2 separate regions of the Mus musculus genome follow, and region 2 is linked to region 1. A link is a contact called in public Hi-C data. All regions are on one chromosome and are shown on one strand. The core of a region is the stretch at or near the end of the contact, and the rest is flanking DNA. Distances in the headings are between cores, read along the strand shown.

Evidence for each region. A called contact is a pair of places that touch in the nucleus more often than the background predicts.
Region 2: a Hi-C map of pancreatic cancer cells shows a contact between it and region 1, with 1.6 times the contacts expected there. The contact joins two enhancer-like sites. A contact is called at or near these places in 5 of 484 Hi-C or Micro-C datasets (bone marrow-derived macrophages, embryonic fibroblasts, liver and 2 more), 4 of 115 datasets of contacts at active chromatin or transcription factors (the SCID.adh cell line, embryonic stem cells and pancreatic cancer cells) and 1 of 9 other capture datasets (embryonic stem cells).

The regions. Positions count from the first base shown.
Region 1 is chr15:38,319,688-38,325,444 of GRCm38.p6, forward strand. The region is part of intron 1 of Gm35248 (a long non-coding RNA gene); the gene reads left to right. Among named protein-coding and RNA genes, the nearest start is that of Klf10, 22 kb to the left of the region's middle. Within about 2 kb of position 4,429, at least 34 of the 459 cell types and tissues checked have an H3K27ac peak or open chromatin away from gene starts, as enhancers often do. A contact at or near this core is called in pancreatic cancer cells, where this site is marked.
Region 2 is chr15:38,429,066-38,434,604 of GRCm38.p6, forward strand. No RefSeq gene overlaps it. Among named protein-coding and RNA genes, the nearest start is that of G930009F23Rik, 24 kb to the right of the region's middle. Within about 2 kb of position 2,771, at least 50 of the 459 cell types and tissues checked have an H3K27ac peak or open chromatin away from gene starts, as enhancers often do. A contact at or near this core is called in pancreatic cancer cells, where this site is marked.

The DNA.
Region 1 (5,757 bases), core at 3,179-5,678:
TGTAAGCCAGCCCCAATTAAATGTTGTCCTTATAAGAGCTGCCTTGGTCATGGTGTCTGTTCACAGCAGGAAAACCCTAACTGAGACACTGTCTAATACGAATTAGTATACCTTGTATTAAAAACAATGGAACTATGCCCTGTACCTGGAATGGTGGGCAAATTAACCAAGTTTTAGTTCCCAAACTTAAGTAACTAAAGTTTTCAGAGTCGTTTTAGCTGCAGTCCGATGACTGTGCCCTCAGAGGGAGACTGCTAATTTTTTTAGGTACAGTGATTTTAATGATCTCCGCTGAGCCAGGCCTCTGCTCCACACATGAGCTCGCAGCATCACAGCGGCCCTATGAGCATGCGCAGTACTGCCTCGGCTTTGTAACTTGGCTCTTGTGGGGACCCTGCATTGCAAGCACCTGTTGCAATCCCTGGCGTGCTCTGTGACAGGTCTTCACATGCAGAAAGCCCTTTGCTTTATTTCGGTCCGAGAAAGCATCTCTGCGTGTGAATAGGGAGACAAGTCTGCAGATGTATTTCCAGCCCAAGTCCCAGAGTCCTGACGGGAACTCCTCTGGCTGGGAAACAAAACACATCTCATCTCGCCCCATCCTCCGGGGTCTCTGCCTTAACTCCTCTAACCTCGGGCGCCCAGCACCTCTAGAGAGTCACTCATTTGCAGTGCACCTTTCGGGTGCTCCTGGCTCCTGAGCTGCATCCTCAGCCCTGTGTTTATTCTATTTTGGTTGTAATTGTTCTAAAGTTTTTCTCTGCATCAAGAGGAGGAAGTCCATCTGAGGCTTCTGTCGATGTCCGATGTCAGCTCTGTCGCCGTGAAACTACTAAACACATACATAGCATTGTCTCTGTGTAGAGCCCCGGTCCTCCAAGTCTGTGTGAGGAGCCACCTGCCCTGGGCATGTTCATCTGAATCACTTTTCAGCAGGCTGTAAACCTAGAATGGTAGGTTTTCCCGGACCTGAACATCAATTAGTAAAGTAAATTAGGGCCAATTAAATGAAGGTTAAACACAGGCCAAGAAAGAAATCACTTCCAAAAAGTATTTACGTAATCCTCCCAAAGGGAGGCTCTTCTCCCAGTCACCTGTGTACAGGTGAGGTCCCTAAACCTACTAAGAGGAGTATGGTGGTCCCAGTCCCTGCAGGGCCTGTCTGCCTCGACTGCAATTCCCTGGGGGGCAGGGGGCGGAGTCAGCGCTTCTGGAAACTGACCCTCCTGGAGGCAAGGCCTTAAAGATAAGGCAGAGCCTGATTCTTATTCTCTGTAGCTCATATTTAGTCGCCTCTCCCTTAAGAAGGGAAGAAGTAAGATGTGGCTGGAGGCCACACCTCAAGAAGGCAGGCGGACAGTGTCCAGTGGAATAAAGCGATCAATCGTCTGTTTTCTCCTTTTTTAAATCGAAAGAGGCATCTGAGTTGGGGCTGTTCCAGCTTGGCCCCTTGCCATTTCTCGTTTATCTAAAGGATGGCACAGCCAGGCGCCAGGTCACTCCTGTCATCTCAGCACTGGAGAGGCTATGGCAAGAGGATTTCTATGAGCTTGAGGCCAGCCTGGGCTACACCATAAGACCTTCTAGGTCCACAGTATTGTCAGCCCCAAATCGCAGGTCCATCCTCTGGACATATTTAAGGTCCCCAGGCTCCTCAGTTGTTGGGGGCGGAGGGCTCGAAGATCTGGGATACAGCAAGAAAACTGGGTATCCACAGAGGGTTATCAATACTTTCCTGGCATGTACCGAGGCCTGGGTTCCAACCCAGCAGCAGTTGGCAAGGAGGGACTGAGAATGAAAGTGGGCAAAGACTCTATTTTCACAATAAGATAGAGTGCTCCCCTTCTGTCCCCCTTTCCTTCTCTTATCTTGAAGTACTTGGTGTGGATTCCATGGCCTTAAGCATACTAGGCAAGTGTCCTACCATTGAATTTATATCCTAGCCCCCAAATAGCAAATGAAGGTTTTGTTTTTCTGTTTTGGAGTCTTATTATAGAGTACAAGGAGGCCTTGAACTTGCAATACTCTAGCCTTAGCCTCCCAAATCCTGAGATTACAGATTTGTACCAACAAGCCTGGCTCCAAAATCAGGCTCCTCCTTTTCCTCCTCCTCCTCCTCCTCTTCTTCCTCCTCCTCTTTTTCCTCCTCCTCTTCTTCATCCTCTTCATCCTCTTCTTTCTCCTCTTCCTTCTCCTCCCCCTCTTTGTCTTCTTCTTCGTGATATAGGGTTTTTCTGTGTGTAGCCCTGGGTATCCTGAAACTTGCTCTGTAAACCAGGCTGACTTCAAATTCAGAGATCTGCCTTGCCTCTGCCTCTTAAATGCTGGAATAAAAGGTGTGTATCACTACTGCCCAGGTCAAAATCGGGTTTCTAAACTCCACTGTTGGGTCTCGGCTGGAAGCTTCCTCTTTGGAGCTCACAGCTACTCCCAAATCTCCCAAGCCTCAATGAGAGTTGCTGAGCCTAGGAGACCGTAAACTTGAGACATACAGATATAGACAGACCCCTCCTACAAATCCAGAGGTCATTGATCTGGGTGGGAAACCTGGCAGGTCAGTACTATTCTTGTGACTCCTCAGGGGTCTTGATACTGGATCACATATGGAGCCAATGGGATAGGTGGTTGGAGGCCCTTTATGTTGGACCTCTACCAAGAACAGACTCTTGCTACTCTGGACTCAGTGATCAAACTGCTTACACATGGTATGTATCCCTGGAACACTGAGGCTGGCAGTTGTCTTTCAGTCATTTGGCAAGTAAATGTGTAGTGTGCTGTGTCCCTGGACTGTACCTAGGATTGGGCCCTCCCCACAGAGCAGACGCCTGCTTCCAGGAGCTTACTGTCTGGTGAAGGTGTGTCAGGCCCCTTCACTGTACCCAGCCTCCTCCATTTCTTTCAGTGTCAAGAGAGCTGAGCTCCCTAGACCACTAGTCTCTTTCACCGCAAGTTTGCCGTCTGTGCTGCGTAGTTTTTGTGTCAACTTGACACAGGCTAGAGTAATTTTGGAAGAGGGAACCACAGTTCAGGAAAATGCCTTCACCTGGCCTGTGGTCCATTTTCTTGATTGTTGATTCATGTGGGTGGGCCCAGTCCACAAGGGGTGGGGCCACCTCTGGGCTGGTCCCAGATGCTAGAAGAGAACGGGCTGAATAAGCCGTGCAGAGGAAGCCAGTAAGCGGCACCCTCCATGGCCTCCACATCACTTCCTGCCCTGACTCCCTTCCATGATGGTCTGTGATGTGGAAGTGAGATGAATCCTTTCCTTCCCAGGTTTCTCGTGGTCGTGGTATCTTACCATAGCACTAGAGAGCAAAGTGAGACACCCATTTCTAGATACACTCTCTGCCTGGTTTGCCCTTACACCCAGTCAGTTACCCACACCTTTTGTCTTAGTTCATACTCAGTAGTAAACTGTTCAATACATGTATTTCTTAACTCATCAAACGTATCCAGAGTGCTTTCTATTTGCCAGGCTTGGTTGTCATCACCAGGGCTTTGAAGAAGGTAAGGCAGGTAGGAGTCCGAGGTACAAAAGTTACGGAGACATTTGCGCCAAGGATCATGCAGTACTGTCACAGGGCCAGCCACGGGTCCTCCCCAACTTGAGCACCCTAGGGATTTGAAGGATGTAAATCTCTCTGTTTGCCTGTGATCTTCCTTCCCAGCTGGGTGACACAGCCGGACTCGATTCTGTCCCTTCCTCTTTGCTGTGTCACACTCACAAGCATTCTGCCTCGTCTGGTGTTTTTTCATAAGTGTGCCCCTGCCCAGCTGCCTGGGAATCCCCGGGCACTTTTTAAATGCAGCCTTCCTAGTCCCACCTAGTAAGTTCACTTCTGGGAAAATGGAATTCAATGGCAGCTATCACTGACAAAGTTTTTTTAGGGAGGGAGGGGGGACATGGAGCAGAGCCGCAGACACTGCTAACTCTGACCAATAAGGGAAGAAGAAGATAGGGGCAAGAAAGGCCTTCCCATGAGAGGACTGGAAGAGTAGACACTGAAGGGGCTGTCTTCAGGGGCACGTGTTTATCGCTGTAGGAAAGTGACTGGCACCTTCGCTGGGCCTGTCGCTGGGCTTTCTTAGCCCTCCCCAGGTCGTCTGCACTGCTTGCTCAGGGAGCTGTAGGTGGTACTGTCAATAGCCTTACAGAGGGGTGCAGGTCTCTGTGGAGTGAGTGGTTAGATGGGTGTGTCTAAGGGCAAATGAGGCCCGTGGGAGGGCCTCTACACCTGCTCAGCTTGGCCTCCAAGGCAGGTACCTGACATTTTCACTTGCTTCATATGGTACCCCGCAAAGATGCCCACATACTTTGGGGTGTCAGATGCATGCTCTTTAGTGGTGATCACCACGGAATGGGACGAATCAATTGTGTGAGTCACCAGTAAGCCCGGTTTTCAGGGTGGAGCATACCTCTGATTTCCCAACTCCTCATTCCCTTGGCAGCGTGAGCGTGAGAGCCGTCTGGCTGGCCCTCCACGCCCAGCAACTCACCGGAGAGCTCGAGGTGGGTGCACAGCTGCTTTCTCAGCTTGCTCTGAAAGTCTGGTAAGAGTTGTGACAGCAAGACAGAGGACAGAAAACTCAAAGCCTGGCCTAGGAGGTAATGTGGGGTAGCCTCAACACCTAGGTCCTGTGTAGCTTCGGCAGCTCAGTCCCTGTCTCAGTGTCTCTACACAGCACACTATTGAGGGAGGACTTCCTCAGCAGGTTGATCAAGCTGAGTTAATTATAACTTGTTCTGTTGTGAGCGCAGAAGGCTGCCATCTTCCCTATGTACCAGTATCACCTGTTGATCTTGTTAAAACAGATGCCCACCCTGTGCCCTTAAGAAAGGGAGATGACAGACCCAGAGTGTTATCAGCTTGTAACTTGTCCATCTCTCCTGTCTGTGCCTCAGGCCCACCTCAGATGGTATTTCTACCCACACTGGGCCCAGCCCTTCAAGAGCGAGCCTCAGCGTCCCTGGCTCCTTCTCCAACCCTGCCCTTCCTCCAGGGCCTTCACCACCACTGCACCAAATCCCATTCCTATGAGTATCCAACAGGACTGTGCGGCTCTGAACCCCAACTGACCGGGCAAGAAGTGTGCCCCGGGCCTTAACCAGAGCAACTCATGGGAGCTTGATTTCCACTTGAATCAAAAGAAATGGTCACAGACACACACCTCAGGCTGAGGCAGGAGGGTTGCTGTGAGTTTAAGGCAGTCTGAATAATATTGTGAGTTCCAAGCAAGCCTGGATTGCAGACTAAGCATACAAAACAAACAAAAAACAGCAACACAAAAAACCCCAAAACAACAACAAAAAAACCCAAACAACAACAACAAAAATTTAAGAAAGAAAGGGATGTGGGGGGAGTTAGGGAGAAGAAAAAAGGCCACGGTTCACCACGTCTTCTGATGGCAGATCCAGCAATCTGGGCATACACAGTAAAAGTCACCCTTTCCTTTGGTAAGCCAGGTCCTACACACAGCCACGACCTGCACAACTGTGAGTGGCAGCCGTCCGTACCTATGCTTCCTACCCAGCGCATTCAGCCTTCTTACCGTAGGTACCCGGCCTGCAACTTCCTCTTAGTAAGGTCAAGGACAGACCAGTTGTAAGTCGTAAAGCATCAAGATCTTCCAGGGAGGGATTGGAGTTCTTTGGCTCTGTGTGCATTTTTTGCCCTGCCCCAGAGCGATGGGCAGCCAGGCTTTTCTGCCCACCGTGTGAACAGGCTCTGCTGGGGTACCTCTTCGCTGCTTTTGTTA
Region 2 (5,539 bases), core at 1,521-4,020, 110 kb after region 1:
AACAAAACAAAACAAATCACCTAGCCTAAGTGTACCCTGGGTATAATGCATACTCACGGTTTGTGTTTGTTTTCTTTATGGGGCTGAAGATTAGACACAAGGTCATGTCCATGCTGTGCAAATGATGGATTTGCACTTCTAAAGAGTACTGTACTGTGCATGTTATTTTCTTACTGTTTCATGTATGTTTTTCCACATCAGCAAATACAAAATCAAGCTTGTTCATTTTAATATCTGCTTGTACCTACTAGAAAGCATGCATCCCAGACTGTATGATTGTTCATGATGGATATATAGGTGGTTGCCATTATTTGCCCCAGTGTAAATATTGACACCATGAATTCATATATACATGTAAGTCTGTCTGAACTGGGCTTCATTGGGACAATATTCCTAAGCATACCCAAAGGCTGAAGGGTGCTTCTGAAGTCACATCTCTCTGGGTATAAGTCCTATCTTCTCACTGGGTATGGTGGAGCACACACAAACCCCAGCATTTGGGAGGTGGACACAGGAGGATCAAGAGCTGGAAGTTGCCCTCAGCTACCTCAATGAATCTGAAGCCATTCTGGTCTACATGAGACCCTGCCTTTAAAGAAATATATATAGTCTCCTCTACCAAATGGCCATTGAATGCTGGTTTTACTTAATCCCCAACATCTCCCCCCATCACCTATCAGATATGACAGTACCTTCTCTAGGGCACTTGAGAGGGAGTAGTCAAAGAGCCAAAGATGGAGCCGTGTATATACCCTTCAGCTCCTCCAACTCTCTCAGGTTCAATTTCTCCACCTGTAGGAGTGTTACTTCCCTGGTTGAATGATTCTGAAGATGAACTCACCTAAGGTTACGAAACAATCCATGCATCGTGTTTAGCCCACGTGCCTGTCCCATAGCTGGAGCTCCACCAGATTCTGCCATTAGTGCTCATCGTCTCTATTGCGCTTCGTGTTTTATTACAGGTATTAGGATCATCATAACCTTTATAGAAGTTATATGTTATGTTGATTGTGGCTCTTAACAGCTGAAATTATTTGTTCAGAGTAATCTAGGTAGAAGAGCTCACTTAAATGGACCCTTTAGGCCTAGAAATGTACACAGCAACATGGTGTATTAATTTGTTCCTTGTTATTTTTTGTTGGGGAAATGAACCACAGCTCTTTCCTCAGCTGTAATGTGTGTCTGGGGGCTTATGGGTGAATGGATCTGTTGATGTTGGGGTTTTTTTGTTTTTTGTTTTTTGTTTTTTGTTTTTTTTTTGGTTTTGTTTTTGGTTTGGTTTGGTTTAGTTTTGGGTTTTTGAGACAGGGTTTCTTTATGTAGCCCTGGCTGTCCTGGAACCCTCTCTGTAGACCAGGCTAGCCTCAAACCCAGATCTGTTTGCCTCTGTCTCCCAGTGCTGGGATTAAAAGTGTAAGTCACCATGCCCAGCTGTTTTTTACCTATATTTTATATCTATATTTTTATTTTACTAATTTGTTTTTGAGACAGTGTTTCACTATATAGCCCTGGAAGTCACTATCTAGATCAGACTGTTCTTGAACTCACCGAGATCCACCTGCCTCTGAGTTTGAGTGCTGACATTAAAGGTGTGATCCCTGATATCAGGCCTTTATTTTTATTTATGTGGGTGTCTATGTCCATATAAGTCTATGCCAAGTATGTGCCAGTGCCTGTGAAGACCAGAAAAGGGTGTTATAGGAGGTTGTGTGTGGTTATAGGCGGTTGTGTGTGGCCCAAGGAGGATGGAACTAAACTCAAGTTCTCTGAAAGAGCAGAAACCACTCTTACCTGCTAAGCTATCCTTTCAACCCATTTTGATTTTTAAAAAAGATTTATTGAAGATATTTATTTTGTGTGTATGTATGCATGCATGTATCCACACACATGCATGTCACAGAGCACATGTGAAAGTCAGGTCTCTCCTTCTATCCTGTGAGTCAAGGGGATTGTACACAAATCAAATCATCAAGCTTTGTGGCAAGTGTCTTAACCACTGAGCCACATTGCTGGTCCAAGTCGTATTGCTGTGATGACTATTTCTATAAAGATGAACACTTGTGATTTTCACTTTCTTCTATCTGGCTCTTTGCTCCTCCCATAGACTCAGTCCTGTAAGGGCTAGCAGAGAGCATAAGGGAAAGGCTTCTGCCTATAATCCTTGAACCCTGAGAGTTATACATATTGGGTTGGAACTAATGTCATGGGGTGTTATGAATTGCCTTGTAAACCAGGCAGAGTATTTGTGGGGGGCTTCAAATAAGCCCATGAAGGGAGTCGTTGTTGCTGGAAAGATGCCTGTATTTCTCAGAGCTCATGCCTCCATCAGAGACTTATTAGTTTTGGTTGGTTGGTTTTAGGTTTTTGGTTTTTGGGGACAGAGTTTCTCTGTGTATCCCTGGCTGTCCTGGAACTTACTCTGTAGATGAGGCTGGCCTCAAACTCGTAGATCGGCCTGCCTCTGCTTCCTGCCTTCTGCCTCCTGAATGCTGGGATTAAAGGCCACCACTACCACCTGGCAAGACTTACTAGTTTTAACCACAGCTGCGACAATAAATCTAGAGACCTGCAAACATATTGCCTAACTTCGTCTGTCAGTACCCAGGCTGTCTGAAAACCTTTTGATAGAACTTGAATCTATTTAGGCCAGCTTCCCAGCCCAGGGTTCTGTCCAGACAGCATTCACCAGGAAGCAACAGGCATGAGAACGCAGTCTATTGCCCACTAGGGTAAAAGCCACTGGGCCAGATGTCTCACCACGTGGACCACAGAGTAGAGCAAGGCAAGGGGTGGGGCACTGTCCACCCCACCTTGTCCCTGGCACACAGGGGTGCCTGATCCACAAGTCTGTTTGCCCTGAGAAACTGGGACCAAGCCAAGGGATACTCAGCCAGCACAAACAGGTAACAAGATCCTGCCTGCTCTGCCATCCAGTGGTAGCAAGCTGCTTACCTTCTGGTTATAGTAGCTCCTAGGCTCTGGTGTGCATTAGCTCACCTGACAAGAAGGGAAGTGGGAATTGAGAGAGGCAGATTCCTAGGCTCATACTCAAAGTTCTGAGACTGTGGAAGGAACTCACTTCAGGAAGAAGCAAGAGTCGGTTCAGACCACAATCTATTGGCCAGATCCCCCAGTGGATGTCATTAAAATACAGCCATTAGAAGTCAGGTGAGATAGGCCTGCAGGTGCAACAGTGGTGTCAGAGAGGGGTGCCCAAACCAACTGGATTGATGCTCACTCCACAGGAGGGAAGGCATGTGTAGCGCTGTAAACTTGGCCAAAAGTCTGTGACTGGAGAGATCATAGCTCTAGTGGGAAGCTGCTGTTATTGGTGCTAAATGGACATGGGTCTGTCAGACAGCCTTCTAAATCACTCTATGTATGCACATAGACTAGTGCTGCTGGCTGCTTTGGTCAGAGAGATTTCACAGTGGTCAGCAGTGACCACAAAGGCTGGTGTCCAGTCATAAATGGGGTGTCTGTGTCATCCCTTCCAAAGCTTGAGCACCATCTCAGGAGAAAGACCGAGAAGCAGAGGAGGTGAGCGAGGTGTGGGGCATGGATCTCCAGACATGGCATGGCCACTGCATTTTCAAACTCATAGCTGTGATTTCCTGCACAAGACCTTTGTGAGTCTGGTCCACAAACACCCTGCAAAGGAAGGGAGAGGGGACCCACTGGTCCCTAAACGGTTGATGAGAGAAGAAGAAGTAGTGTCCTCAGTAGTGTGGAAGCCACTGGTCAAGTGTTTCTGTATTCATCAGTGGAGCACACATCCATGCATGCATGTATGCATGTCCCCCTGAAGCCATGCCCAAATAGCCATAGATCTGCAGCCTCAGGTCTTCACTTTCCGTGTTGGGAGAACGGCTGGCTGCTCTTCCCCAGCTTCAGTCCAGTGGCAACTGGTCTCCCATGTCTAGTTTCCTGTCTCCCCTGACCTATGTCATACCTACTGGAACAGAGCTTCCATGAGAGCAGGGCCCTTGCTGTGTTCTCTGCAGCCTACCAGCGATTGACATGGTGCCCAGCACACAAAATGATATTATTTTGTTCCCACTTAGTTAACTAACGCAGGTGAATATAATGGTTTTTTTATGGAGGAATGAAGCTTGGGAACATGGATTGCTCAGCAGGTACAGACAGGGCCCTTCCTGGATTGCAAGGATCCCAAGGATTGCAAACAATACCGAGAAGCAGTAGATGCTGGTGAGGGTGTGAGCAACTGAGACTGTATACTTTGTTCCTGGGATTAAATGCTTCAGGTGCTTTGGAAAACAGTGTGGCAATTTCTCAATACATTAAATGTAGAGTTATCACACGACACCCAGGAAATGCAGACCGTGAGGAATTAAAGTAGGCATGCAAGCAAAAATTGCACACTAAACAAAGTTTATGAAAGTGCTTAACACACAAGCCAGACAACCTGAGTCCAATCCGAGGAACTCACAGCAGGAGAGAACTGGCTCCTGAGAGCTGCCTCTGACTTCTCACCTCCTTACATGCACCACATGCCCTCACCCACACTTACACAAGTACATCACACACGTATTACAACAAAAAGTAAACAAATAATAAACGTATGCTGTAGCTGCCAGCAGCCACGGGTTACTGGGTTCCTGAAAGGAAAGCTGGGGTTTTGGATGGGAAAGGCTGAAAGAGAAATAACGAGCCAAGACAAGTTCTGATCAAGACCAATATTTACTTATGAGTCCCAGCTTATAAAGGGGAGGAACCCATCCCCCTCCACGCCAGGATCTCATTGCTTTGTCAGCATAGCTGTTTTGTCAGGATAGTGTCAGGAGAACAAGTTCAGCATCTCAGCAGATAGTGGTGTCTTGGAGGAAAGCTACAGATGTGGCAAGACAATAGACTTTACCTAAGTTTGAAGACTCCACCTTAGGTGGGCTAGCTGGCTGTGGCAAGAAGATCCTTCCTTTTTATTTATTAAAAATAGCTGGATTAGAGCATAAAATTTACTTATGCCTGGGAATTATGGTGGCTGGTGGCTGCGCCTGTCTTAGGACTGAATCTAATTGGACTTTTTCTGACCCATCTCGGTGCACACATGCAGCTTGTTTGTGTTTATTTGCACAAACACTGCATTTTAGTGTTTATTATGAACAAACACAGCCTATTGGCACATGCCTCTGTCTTAGGTTGAAATAAGCCATAGAGCAGTGGCCCATCTTTGGCTGCAGACCCTCATTGCACACCCTTTTCCCAATCAGACCAAAGCCACAATATGCACTCAATGCATTTCTTCATAGCCATGAATCACTGCCTCTGCGCTTAGCTGAAAGCCAGCCTGTATGGAGGTAACCGACCTGCTTGAAACACAAAGTCAAGGTTGAAAGCAACAGGATTAAGGTTGTCTGTGAGGAAGTTCCAGCCACTCAATTCAGTTGTAAATTAGCAATGATCAGGCCCAAGTCTGGCCTCCCAGAGTGGGGGAGGTGGCTTTGAGAATCAACAGAAAAACTGTTACTTCTCATGTAAATAGTGGAGGCTATGCTCCAAGTTAACTCTGCTGGCTGAT